Regions from separate parts of the Zea mays genome. Here all the other regions are linked to region 2. The links are chromatin contacts, called in public Hi-C maps. All regions are on one chromosome and are shown on one strand. Each heading gives the region's core, a stretch centred on a gene start, on an enhancer-like site or on the middle of the called end of the contact. The rest is flanking DNA. Distances are from core to core; before and after follow the strand shown. Region 1 holds the start of LOC100273657 (BCL-2 binding anthanogene-1). Region 2 holds the start of LOC100500952 (HIT-type Zinc finger family protein). Region 3 holds the start of LOC100193977.

Evidence for each region. A called contact is a pair of places that touch in the nucleus more often than the background predicts.
Region 1: a Hi-C map of tassel shows a contact between it and region 2, with 6 times the contacts expected there. The contact joins the promoter of LOC100273657 here to the promoter of LOC100500952 in region 2. A contact is called at or near these places in 8 of 25 Hi-C or Micro-C datasets (bundle sheath, ear, endosperm and 3 more).
Region 3: a Hi-C map of tassel shows a contact between it and region 2, with 3 times the contacts expected there. The contact joins the promoter of LOC100193977 here to the promoter of LOC100500952 in region 2. A contact is called at or near these places in 3 of 25 Hi-C or Micro-C datasets (bundle sheath, ear and tassel).

The regions. Positions count from the first base shown.
Region 1 is chr3:188,038,118-188,041,882 of Zm-B73-REFERENCE-NAM-5.0, forward strand. LOC100273657 (BCL-2 binding anthanogene-1) reads right to left here and starts at 2,307. Exons shown (of 4, transcript NM_001148071.1): 1 at 1,802-2,307; 2 at 737-999; 3 at 504-650. The coding sequence starts at 1,973.
Region 2 is chr3:188,368,603-188,372,150 of Zm-B73-REFERENCE-NAM-5.0, forward strand. LOC100500952 (HIT-type Zinc finger family protein) reads left to right here and starts at 1,861. Exons shown (of 7, transcript NM_001195852.1): 1 at 1,861-2,081; 2 at 3,079-3,110; 3 at 3,349-3,414. The coding sequence starts at 2,008.
Region 3 is chr3:187,943,098-187,946,514 of Zm-B73-REFERENCE-NAM-5.0, forward strand. LOC100193977 reads left to right here and starts at 1,851. Exons shown (of 2, transcript NM_001139045.1): 1 at 1,851-2,478; 2 at 3,012-3,417. The coding sequence starts at 2,023. The coding sequence ends at 3,314.

The DNA.
Region 1 (3,765 bases), core at 1,057-3,556, 330 kb before region 2:
TCAGACTAGCAAAATCTGGCCATTGATATTTATTCAACTAGATAGCCTCGATATAGTGAGACACTCTCTAAGGAAGAAATCGGCCAAAGAAATATTCACCAGAGTGCGAAAATCTTGTCATGGGAGGGCATGCTTAAACTAAAAAAACGCAATTACTCCCGAGACCATACTACTGTATGAAAAATTTCAAGATTCATATGACAAGTATCACTACAAGATGCTAGGTTAATCCGTCAGGACTTATGATATATGCCAACCATCCATACTTCAGGAACTAACTACTTTTTGAGCAGGCATCAAGGACTCATTGTATGACTACAAGAAAAGGTACTGCTGAAATTTCTACTTCAGCCAAAAATGTAAGATCATGTCATGCCATATCTCCAACATCAATATAATTTATCCTGATGCATTACATCATAAACATTTCAGTCGCTGTAATGCATTCTCATTGAAGATGTAGCACGTTTGAAAATATCAGCAGCGATTGTTTAGTTGTGTACCTCAGCCTTCCTCTGTGCCCTTGCTTCTCCTTCAGCTTCAATGCCATCGAGTTTCAGCAGCTGCATCATAAGCAGCTCCGTCAAGACAACAAATTCTTTATCCTCAACCTTTCTCCCTCCTAGTACATTCTTCTCCAAGTCACACACCTACAAAGGAACAGCATGAGTACCAGAAATGCTTTGGCACATGAATGCTTAAACAACTAAGGAAGGCAGATGGAATGTCCCTTCACCTTAGCAGACAGCTTATCAACTTCAACTCTAACACGAGCAACAGCCGCACATGCCTTCATCATGCTTTCATCCATAATCACAGGCTCAACCTTCTGCTCTATGTTGGCAGGGGCAGGCTTCTCGAGCAGAAGCAGCTTTGCTCCATCCTTAACACCTGCCGTGTGCAGGAACTCTCTGTCACTCTTCTCCTTCCCACGGAAGAAGAGCCTCTGCCTCTCAGGCTCCAAGCCAGTAGTCTGAACAAGGATCCTCTTCAACTCACCTTCATATACAAAATTACAAAGTGCCTATTAGAATATTGTAAACCAGCACCTTCAAGCAATCAATGCAGAAGCAAGAATCATTTATGCAGGTTTATTGATTATTTGGGGGTAAAGGTAATCGTATCTGCTTCTTTCCAATGATAAACTGTATACAGATTGACTGACAAAATGCTCCCCGCGCATGTAAAGACCTACTAGGTGATGTAATGGTTTGTCCCATTGCACGTGAGGCTATAAGCCAATGAGGTTCCAATTGATGTTTGATCATCACAACTGGCCAGGTGTTATTAATGTACTACATCCGTTCTCGAATATTTGTCGCCGGCTTGTTCATTTTTAAACGCTAGTGTTATCAATAAGAAGAATAACTAGTACTACTTATGGATCAATGGATGGTATAAGTACTACTACTTCTATAACATTGAAACAGATGGTCAAGGATTAGTACGAAAAGCTAACCGATAACAGTTAGTAGGTATCTTGTCGCCGTTCAGCACGGTAAAGTTGCCGGAGCAGGGTCATGATCGATTCATCAAGTACGTAAGCACTTTTCATCCTGACATGAAAACATTCGAGAACCATCTGTTGTTCGTCTAGACTCGTCTGGAATCTAAAATCAATAGCTGGGACTGGGAGAAAGAACTGAAAAATCGTGTTGACTTAAACTAAAATCCACTAGATTGTCAGTTGACATGTCAAGATCCAAAACCCAATTCCTCCTATACATCTTCGCCAAAGCGAATATGCGACATAAGGGAGTAGGGATCAGTAACGACTAACGAACAGGGTTGGCTAGCGTACCGAAGGTAGCCTGCGCCGGCACGACGACCTCGCGGAAGTTGGCGCCGTGGGAGACCCTGATCCTGATGACGGGGCCGGCCGCCTCACCGTCCCTGCGCTGCACCAGCATCCCGCCGGGCCGAACCTCCCACTCGCCCTCGGCGTCCCTCCCGCCCGATCTGCCGCTCATCATGCTGCCGTCGCTGACGCCTTTATGGCTCCGCCTCCAGCGACCGACCCACTGGCTGGCTCAGCTCGCGCTGAACGCGAAAGCGACTGGGTGAGGGAAAAAAGAGTTTGGTGGCGCGTGGCTTTTGCGATGGGTGGCGGGGCGACCTCCCGTGTGCCTTCCCTCCCGGAGAAGCAAGCGTGGAAGGGTTGGGGAGGAGGGGAGCGGAGGTACGAGTCGGCGGTGGGAGTAGGATTTTGCGAGAACTTGCCGCAAGTACAGCTTTGGATGCTCGCGAGGTGCAGGCGGGGACGATGGATGGGTGGACGGAAGGACTGGACTGGCTTGGGGAGTTGGCTCCGGCCCGGGACGGATACCGTGTGCTGCTGTGCGCTGTTGCTGTGCTGACTCGCCGTGTCCGCCGTGGATAGGACGGTCCCCACGAGAGAGCTTATGGGGTCGGCGAGGACCGGGCCTCATTAGGGCCGGCCTCGTGGCATGGTCGAGAACTCGGTGGAGACTCGAGAGGTTGTGCGGCGCTCGGTTGGCCCCGTCCCCCACGTGAAATTTTGGTTTGGATGAATCATCCGCTTCGTGGTGTGGCTTTCGTGTTTTTTTTTTGCACTTCGCAACGGGCAATATCATGAGCAGCTATCCCAGGCTCCCAGCCCGGTACAAAGGACTCGTCAATTCTAGTGTAGGACCCTTTGCTTGTTCAATCTCGGCTGCGCCTGCGTCTAAAAAAAAGTGAATGTGGATTTGAGATTTACTGCGTAACAGCTTTATGGTAAATCTAATATTCACAAATTGTTAATTTAAGGTACACGACAGTTCCAGATCTAAAGATTTTGGTTGGGATGACCTCTTTAATTTGCCCTTGAGATCGTTTGAAAATATCTACTTTATATGCTATACGTGTTCTATTGATATTTATTCACAAAAATGTTTTTAAGCAAATGCAATATTTTCACATAAATACTCATGAGATCAAATGAAGACTAATTTCCATTGCATGCTAGTCCTAAGCAAGAGCAAGTACTATGGTCATTTCATCGTGAAATACATCCATAATAGCGACATTAGCTTCTATACTAATACCATTTAATATGACTGCATATCGGTTATATCTTTCGGGTATTATTAGTACAAAATTAGGATCATGATCGAAACAAGCGAAGTGCAAATCTGGCACACAGCTTTAAGGATAAAACCGAATACCCACAATACATGTAATCGGATCAAGAATCACATGTATAGCGATGTCATATAATAGACTATATCAAAACACAATGCTTTATTATATCAAAATAGAGTATTTATTACATAATCGCGATACTGTTTTAAATCCACCAGTAGACCTTCCAATCTCAAGCCTAGAACTCGTCGTAGTCCTAAAATTTCTAAGTTCAGGACACATGTTCTCCATATAGATATAAAAAGTACATAGGACAGGGGTGGAAAAGGCTAGAGTGAGTACTTTCGCACTCAACAAGTACCTCACTTTGGTAAAAGTGGGTTGGCTATATAGTGGGCTAGCTTGAGCGGTTGCTTTTAGTTGATCAAGTTTTATTTGTGCTTGAAAAGCATTCTAACCCTCTTTTTATAAAACATTATGTTTAGTAAAATCCCTTACAAACCAATAACTTCAACGTTCATTATATCCACAATGAAACGTTCATCAAGTCCCATGGTGAATCGTTACATTATAGTAACCTTTTGAAAATTCGTTCATTGCATCCCACAATGAACCATTCATCAAGTTTCATGGTAAAAATTTTGAAAACATGTTCATTGCATCTCACAATAAACCATTCGC
Region 2 (3,548 bases), core at 611-3,110:
TGGGGGTGGGGAGGACAGAAGAATGTGGATCAAGTTGACTAGTTGAGGTTTAGGAACTTATGGTGCGTTTAGTTGCGGGACAGACGGTGACAGGCAGGATAGGGACGTTCCCCTGTTATCCTATTTCGTCCATCCAATTTTGAAGAATAACTAGGGACAACATTGGGATAATCCCGTCCCAACCTATAACTCTGAACTAAACAACTTTATTTAGGTGATCGTTCTATCAAATCTCGTTCCATCATTACAACCAAATGCACCCTTACATGTTTGTGAATTTTAAGAGGACTAGAATATGTTTAAGTCTGACTGTCATTTGAGGGAAAGGTGAAAAGGCTAGACATAATTGTGACGGTGATTATAAGAAAAAAAGAGATATGTAAGGTTGTCTTGGGTGGATGATGTAAAATATGAGAGGTGGAACTATATAGTACGAGATGTTGCAATAGAGTTGATGCTGGGTGCTGGCATCGGCACAAATAATACTGTGGAGTTTAATAGCTGCGCTCAGAGAACCAGCTGAACCGGCCCATCCGGGTGCAACGGCCCAAAATCTCCCTCACGGCTCACCACATCCACACACACACACGCTCCAGGACGATGTTTCCCGCACGACTGCACGAGTCGCGGTCGGTCGTTTTCTTCTCCCTCCCGAACGAGAGATTTGACATTATGAAACACGACAGATGCGGTTTTAACGAAATAGAGGCTCAGGCGAGAGTTTCTCCGTTATAGAAAAGCTAGACATAGCCAACACTCTAAAATGGACATACCAACTCCATTAACTGATTCAGAGCAGTATTAGTCTCGTTGAAACCGAGTTCCGTCCCCAGCGCCGTCGCCGTCAGTTCTCCTCCATCCCCGTCGCGTTCTCCATCTCCGTCGCGTTCTCCTTCGCGCGGCAGCCGAGCGCCGCTGCCTCCGACCAAGACTTCGCGCGGCAGCCATACCCGTCGCGTTCTCCACGACCTCGACCTCGTCCTCCTCGTCTTCCTCGCCGGCCTACTGCTCGGTCTCCGGCTGGTCGCCGCTCCTCCTGTACAGCTCGTCCAGGGCAGGGGCGACCGTGTCCGCGAACGACAGGAGCAGGCGGCCGTCGCGGCGCTGCGCTCGGAGCAGGGTGGACGACGCCACCGGGACGACCTTGATGAGCAGGCGCCCGTCCTGGCGCTCCTGCCTCATCTCCATGGTGGTGGGCTCCCGCCCGCGTCGCGCCAGCGACGGCAGCGGCGACGGGAACGCCCTGGGCGGGGCCGCGTGCAGGACCACCACCTCCTCCTCCTACCCGCGCTCGTCGTCGTCGCAGCCCGGGCACGAGCGGTCGGTGGCGGCCGAGCCGTCGGTATCGGAGAAGCCGTCCGAGCCTGTCTCCGAGTGGCGGCTTCTGCGCCTGAATCATGCTCCATATGTGGTCCCTGTCCGGCCGGTCGACGTCGCCGATGTGGCTCGTCTCCTTTGGCATGACAGTAGCCTTCTCGGCGCCAGCAGCGGCGGCCTTGCCGTTGCCGCCATCACCAGCGCCCTGCTTGACGGACTGCTGGCACGGGAGGAGCTGCTGCTCGGTGGTCTCCAACACTGTCAGTGCCATGTCCGTGGACGACAGCAAGAGCGAGCAGCAGGCCTCACGTACGTATATGGTAACGGAAATACGACGGCGTGAGTTTGAGATCGTCGTTACCTGTTAATGGAGTTGACATGTCCATTTTAGAGTGTTGGCTATGTCCAGCTTTTTCATAACGAAGAAACCCTAGCCTCTATTTCGTCGAAGCCGCGTGTTTCGTAATGTCAAATCTCTCCTCCCGAACGGCAACATTTCTTTTCTCCAAACCATATACCCTAGCCCGTGCACAGGTGGGCGCCCGCCGCCACCTGCGGCTCGGTGGACTCCGGCATCGACACCCCTGGCCCCCAGCGCCGCAGATCGCAAGCTCTCAGCAACGCGTGCTTGGTAGGAACCCGTGCCGACCGACTCTTCCTCTGCGGGACGGTCTCGAGTTTGGTCGGGAGATGGGTGACGGGAGCTGCTGCGTCTGCAAGGAGGCGCCGCCCAAGTACAAGTGCCCTTCTTGTCGCACGCCCTAGTGAGTCCAGCCACAAGCTTTATCTGCCGTTGTGCGTGGTTACATGTGCTCTCGCCAAGCGTATCGTTGAGGCGTGGTTTCTTTGTCAGTAGAGTAGCAGGGGTATCTCTGTTGAGTTATCTAGCGTTAGTTCAGACTGTATTTGCTCAATTTCTTCTTTGAGGAGCTGACGGGTTGGCTAGGGTTCATGGACCAAAGTGACTGGGCATGTTTGGACTATGGGCACCTGAAATTTGCATGTAGCCTCCGACTCCAGATTCGAGTTTACTGTTCATACTTACAATCAATTAAGAAAGTAAGACCGTATTAAACAGTTCACCTATATGGTCACACAAAAACACTGTTTTGCATGGTAGACTACATTGCAGAGTGGAGTTTGAATATGGGGATGGGCATTGGTAAGCTGCTGGAGATAGCCTAATATCACCACAATTCTAGCATTAAACATAGTGTTGTGTTTGATGCTCATCTTATCTTTAGCGGAAATTTAAAGTACATTAGTGGGACATATAACTATGAAATGCTGCATTAATCCAAAACCCAAATGTCAGCAACTTTTCCTAAATGAAAGTAGCGTGCACATAAGGAATAAGGTTGCTCTTACCTTGAGGAGATATAAAGTCGGGCCACTGAGTCCTTTTTTTAAGAATGCGGCTTCAACTGGTGATGCTACCATAGTATCATTATTTTGTAACTTGGGGTATCATTTATTAATTACAACATAACGGTATCACTAAACATGCCAGCCTTCAATGCCATTAGGCTTTCTTAACCTGTTCTACTTTATCATGTTTCTAAGTTCATCATCTGTTAATTAAATCAAGTCATACGATCCTTGCAATCACTTTGGGCTCATTCAAAATTATGCCTGGAAAATGTAAATTAGTGTTGATACTAAGTATTTTGTTACATATCATATATGCTACAGATTAACTAAAAACATTCTCTCATTTTTTTATTAGTTGAACCTAATTTACTGTCTCATTATTATTTGCAGTTGCTCTGTCACATGCTTTAAAAAGCACAAAGGTACTGTCCCAACCTTGCAGTTTGTCAACTTTAAATTTGTCAATGATTTAATGTATTCTGACAGGACTAAAGAATAGATTGGAATGCTTTTGTACTGTGATCTCCGACTTAGATTGTTTCTCTTGTCCTGGGAGCAGTGGCCACATGCTTACAAGCTGTATAACAATCAAGTATAGGAGTTCCAGCTGCCTTACATGAATGTGTTGTTATTTGGTGCTAAATATTGCTTTCTTTGCAGAGGAATCTTGTCAAAAGATATTGCATCAGGAAGAAATTAGCAAGTCAGCATTGCAGGAGGAAGTTAGTGAGTCCTCTAGCTTTTGGGAATAAAATTATTAAAATGTAACTGCTTTATTAACATAGTTGGCAATAGGGACTTACTCCAGTTAGAACAGGGTATGAGGCGTAAATTGCGACTGTTGTTTGCATATGTTTGTC
Region 3 (3,417 bases), core at 601-3,100, 430 kb before region 2:
GCAACTGAACCTAGTAAGATCAATGTGGTGAAAAACTGGACAACACCACAACCTGTGAAACAGCTTCGTGGACAGTGGTGGCCTAAGGGCTAGTTTCGAAACTTTATTTTTCCATAGAATTTCTATTTTCCAAATTAAAACGAACTAATCTTCCTTAGAAAAACGAAAATTTCTTGAAAAATTGTGGTTCCTAAACTGGTCCTAAAGGTGGGATACAGGGGCGGCCACTCTCCGACCCCCAAATTCATAGGACCTAATTCTAGATATATCGTTCGATAGTTCAGCAATAAAGTATTGAAGTCCTAAATATGTTAGAAGAAAATTTTAAAGTAATACTATATATAAATCTTTTGGTTTACTTATTATTTGATATCTTATTGTTTGATATAAATATTAACATTTATATATATATATAAAATAATTAGAAAGGTCTCTATTTTAAACCTTGTTCTTGGCCCCTAAAATGTTAGGACTGTCATTGTGCGCACTACACCAAAATCATACACTTCCTACGATTTTCTAACTTCCTACAACTTTTATAACAAACCGTAGGAAATAAATAACTTCCGAGAGGCAACTGGTAGCTCTAGGAAATAAACATAACTTCCTACGACATTTTATAAAAGCTGTAGGAAGTTAGCTTTTACATGCTGACTCGTATGTGCGGTCAAACGAGCCGCTAACTTCCTAGAGGCGGCCGTAGGAAGTTAGCATGCACAGCTAACTTCCTACGGCCTCCTCTAGGAAGTTAGCTTTCAGTTGCTCATCCGCGGGTGCGGTCAAACGAGCCGCTAACTTCCTACGGCCGCCTCTAGGAAGTTAGCTGCACATGCTAACTTCCTACAGTCTCCTCTAGGAAGTTAGCTTTCAGCTTTTGACCAGTCAAACGAAAAGCTAACTTTCTACGGCCTGCTCTAGGAAGTAATATTCTCCTACTAACTTCCTACGACCTGCTCTAGGAAGTTAGCTTTCAGTTGCTGATCCGCGGGTGCGGTCAAACGAGCCGCTCTAGCTTTCTACGGCTTTACTCTTGTAAGTTATATTTTTTATCTTAACCCGTGAATCTACCTAATTTAACACCCTAGTTGTTTATCTCTCGTTCAACAACTATGGATTGAAGCGCGGGATATCAGTAAATAAAATGGACACTAAATTCTAATCATATTTGTTTATCCTGATTTTGATATCGTATCTGTCTCTGTCTATCTAAGTCGTCCAAAAATTATAGAGAAGTTTGGATTTTAGAAATCTTTCAAGATGTTGAACCTATGCTATTTGGATCGATCTAGTACGCGAATATGAGAATTCGATTTTATAAATTCGACCACAATCCGTATCAAGAAAACCAGGCGTAGAGTTATAAATTGAGTTGTTTTCTAGTCGAATATTCAGGTAGCGGCGAAATTCGTTTAAGTTCAACTAAATCGAATGTCTATTAAAACATCGAATCCGATATCGTTTAGTTTGATCCGTCAACGTCAGGCTCAAACCTTAACCTGATAATCAAATCTATTCCTTACCAGATAAATTTTTGTCTGATTTCTAAGCAAAGCAAAACCTGTCTAAAATATTCTTGTCCATATTAATTTGGTTTGACATGTTTACACTTCTTAAAAACCCAAATCTCATAATCGGGATTTATACATTTGATCTTGTTAAATGCAAAACCTGAAGAGGAAAAAACCATTTTTTTTCTTTTTCTCCGTGGCCCTTTTCTCCTTGTCTCATGCCGACCAGGCTTTCAGCCAACAGCCCTCTGGAATTTCTTGCCAACAGCCCTCTGCGGGCTGCGGCTCTGCCCTTCTTCCTGCAGTAGAGAGCCGCCGCCCCTCCCAAATCCCCTTCTCCCTCACGTCTCTCTCTCCCCAAGCCGCTCCTCACCAAGCCCATCTCAGCCGCTCCCTCCAGCCCTCACCTCGCCGGCCCTAGCTGCTGGTCGCCGTCGACCGCGAGCTCTCCAACGCAGGCGGCTCGCTGCGCCTTCCCCTCGCCGGTCATCCCTGCTCCCTCGGCTTCCAAACCATGGCCGCCTCTCCTCCATCTCCTCCCTCCCCAGCGCCTCCCTCTCTGCTCCTGCACTCGGAGCCCAGTACTCCAGCTCGCCAACGCTCCCTCCCTGCTCACCGGCCACCAGGAAGGTCCGAGCTCGCCCATCCTCTGCTCGGTTTCAACTTCGGTCGTGCCTGCAGACCGCTCCCTTGCTCCTGCAGCTCGCCCCATCCCCTGACTTGTCGTGTCTTGGGCCGTCACGGCACTCTCATCTTGCGTCGTCGCCTTATTGCTGTTCTGGTGAGGCCATGTCGTTCTTGTCCTACTCATTTCCCTACCGGCATCAAATCCTTACTGTTGTTTATACGTATGTTTTTGTGTGAGTTGGGAGGTGGAGAAGAAAGGAACTCTAGTGCATCACACACCTTGTGCTTGACGAAATGTTTGAATCAGAATTTATCATCGCATCCGCAATTTGGTTTAATCATGGTGAGACTCGTTGTTCCTTCTCCATTCATTCCCCACTCGGTACCTATAGCTTGAAGTTGTTATTGTGTGTCTGGGTGTAGATCAGAGATTCATAGAAAAAAAGATTAAATTAAGTGGTATGTCGTTTATGTTTCGGAGTGTTGTTAGGATTAGCTTCGATATAAATTTTTGATGAAATGACTCCTTATATGTCGTAATATGGTTATATGCATGTTTGATAGGTAGATGCATGATTTGATATAATATTAGATGGGTTATTACATGATTATGGGATGAATACTCTTGATAGGCATATAGTGTAGTGTTGTGCTGAGGAATGCACAAGGGTTTCGTACTCAATTTTTTCAAGTCGGACGACTTGCTGGTCGTTCTGGCTGACCGACTTGACCAAGTAGTCAGACGACTTAGCGATTAATCGCTATTTTTCCGAACCGATTTGGACGATTAATTACGACTAATCACGATTAATCGGACGACTTGTAAACATTGCTCGTACTTACGACCTTACGTGGTATTATTGCAAATTCATTCAGCACTACGGCATGATTAATGGAGTTACTGAAGAAGGGCACCCAATTCAATTGCCCCCGGTTGCTGATCGGACATTTCATTTGCTCAAACAGAAGTTGGTCCAAGCTCCTGTTCTAGGTCTTCCTAACGACTTCAGCAAGGGTTTCGTGCTAGAAACAGCTGTCTTCATGCAATCGAAGAATCTCGTGGCTTATTTGAATAAGCACCTTTGTCCAAGAAACCAAGCTTCATCGAGGAGTGTTTGGCAATCTTTATGGCAATTATTGACGAATGGCGGCCATACTTGCAGCACCGTCAAATCGTGATTGTACTCCATCTTACTGAGCAGAGGGTGACCTTACGTTTGTAGCATAAAGTCCTGCTCAAGCTCATTGACTTGCATTATCAAATTCGCACAAACAGGCAACG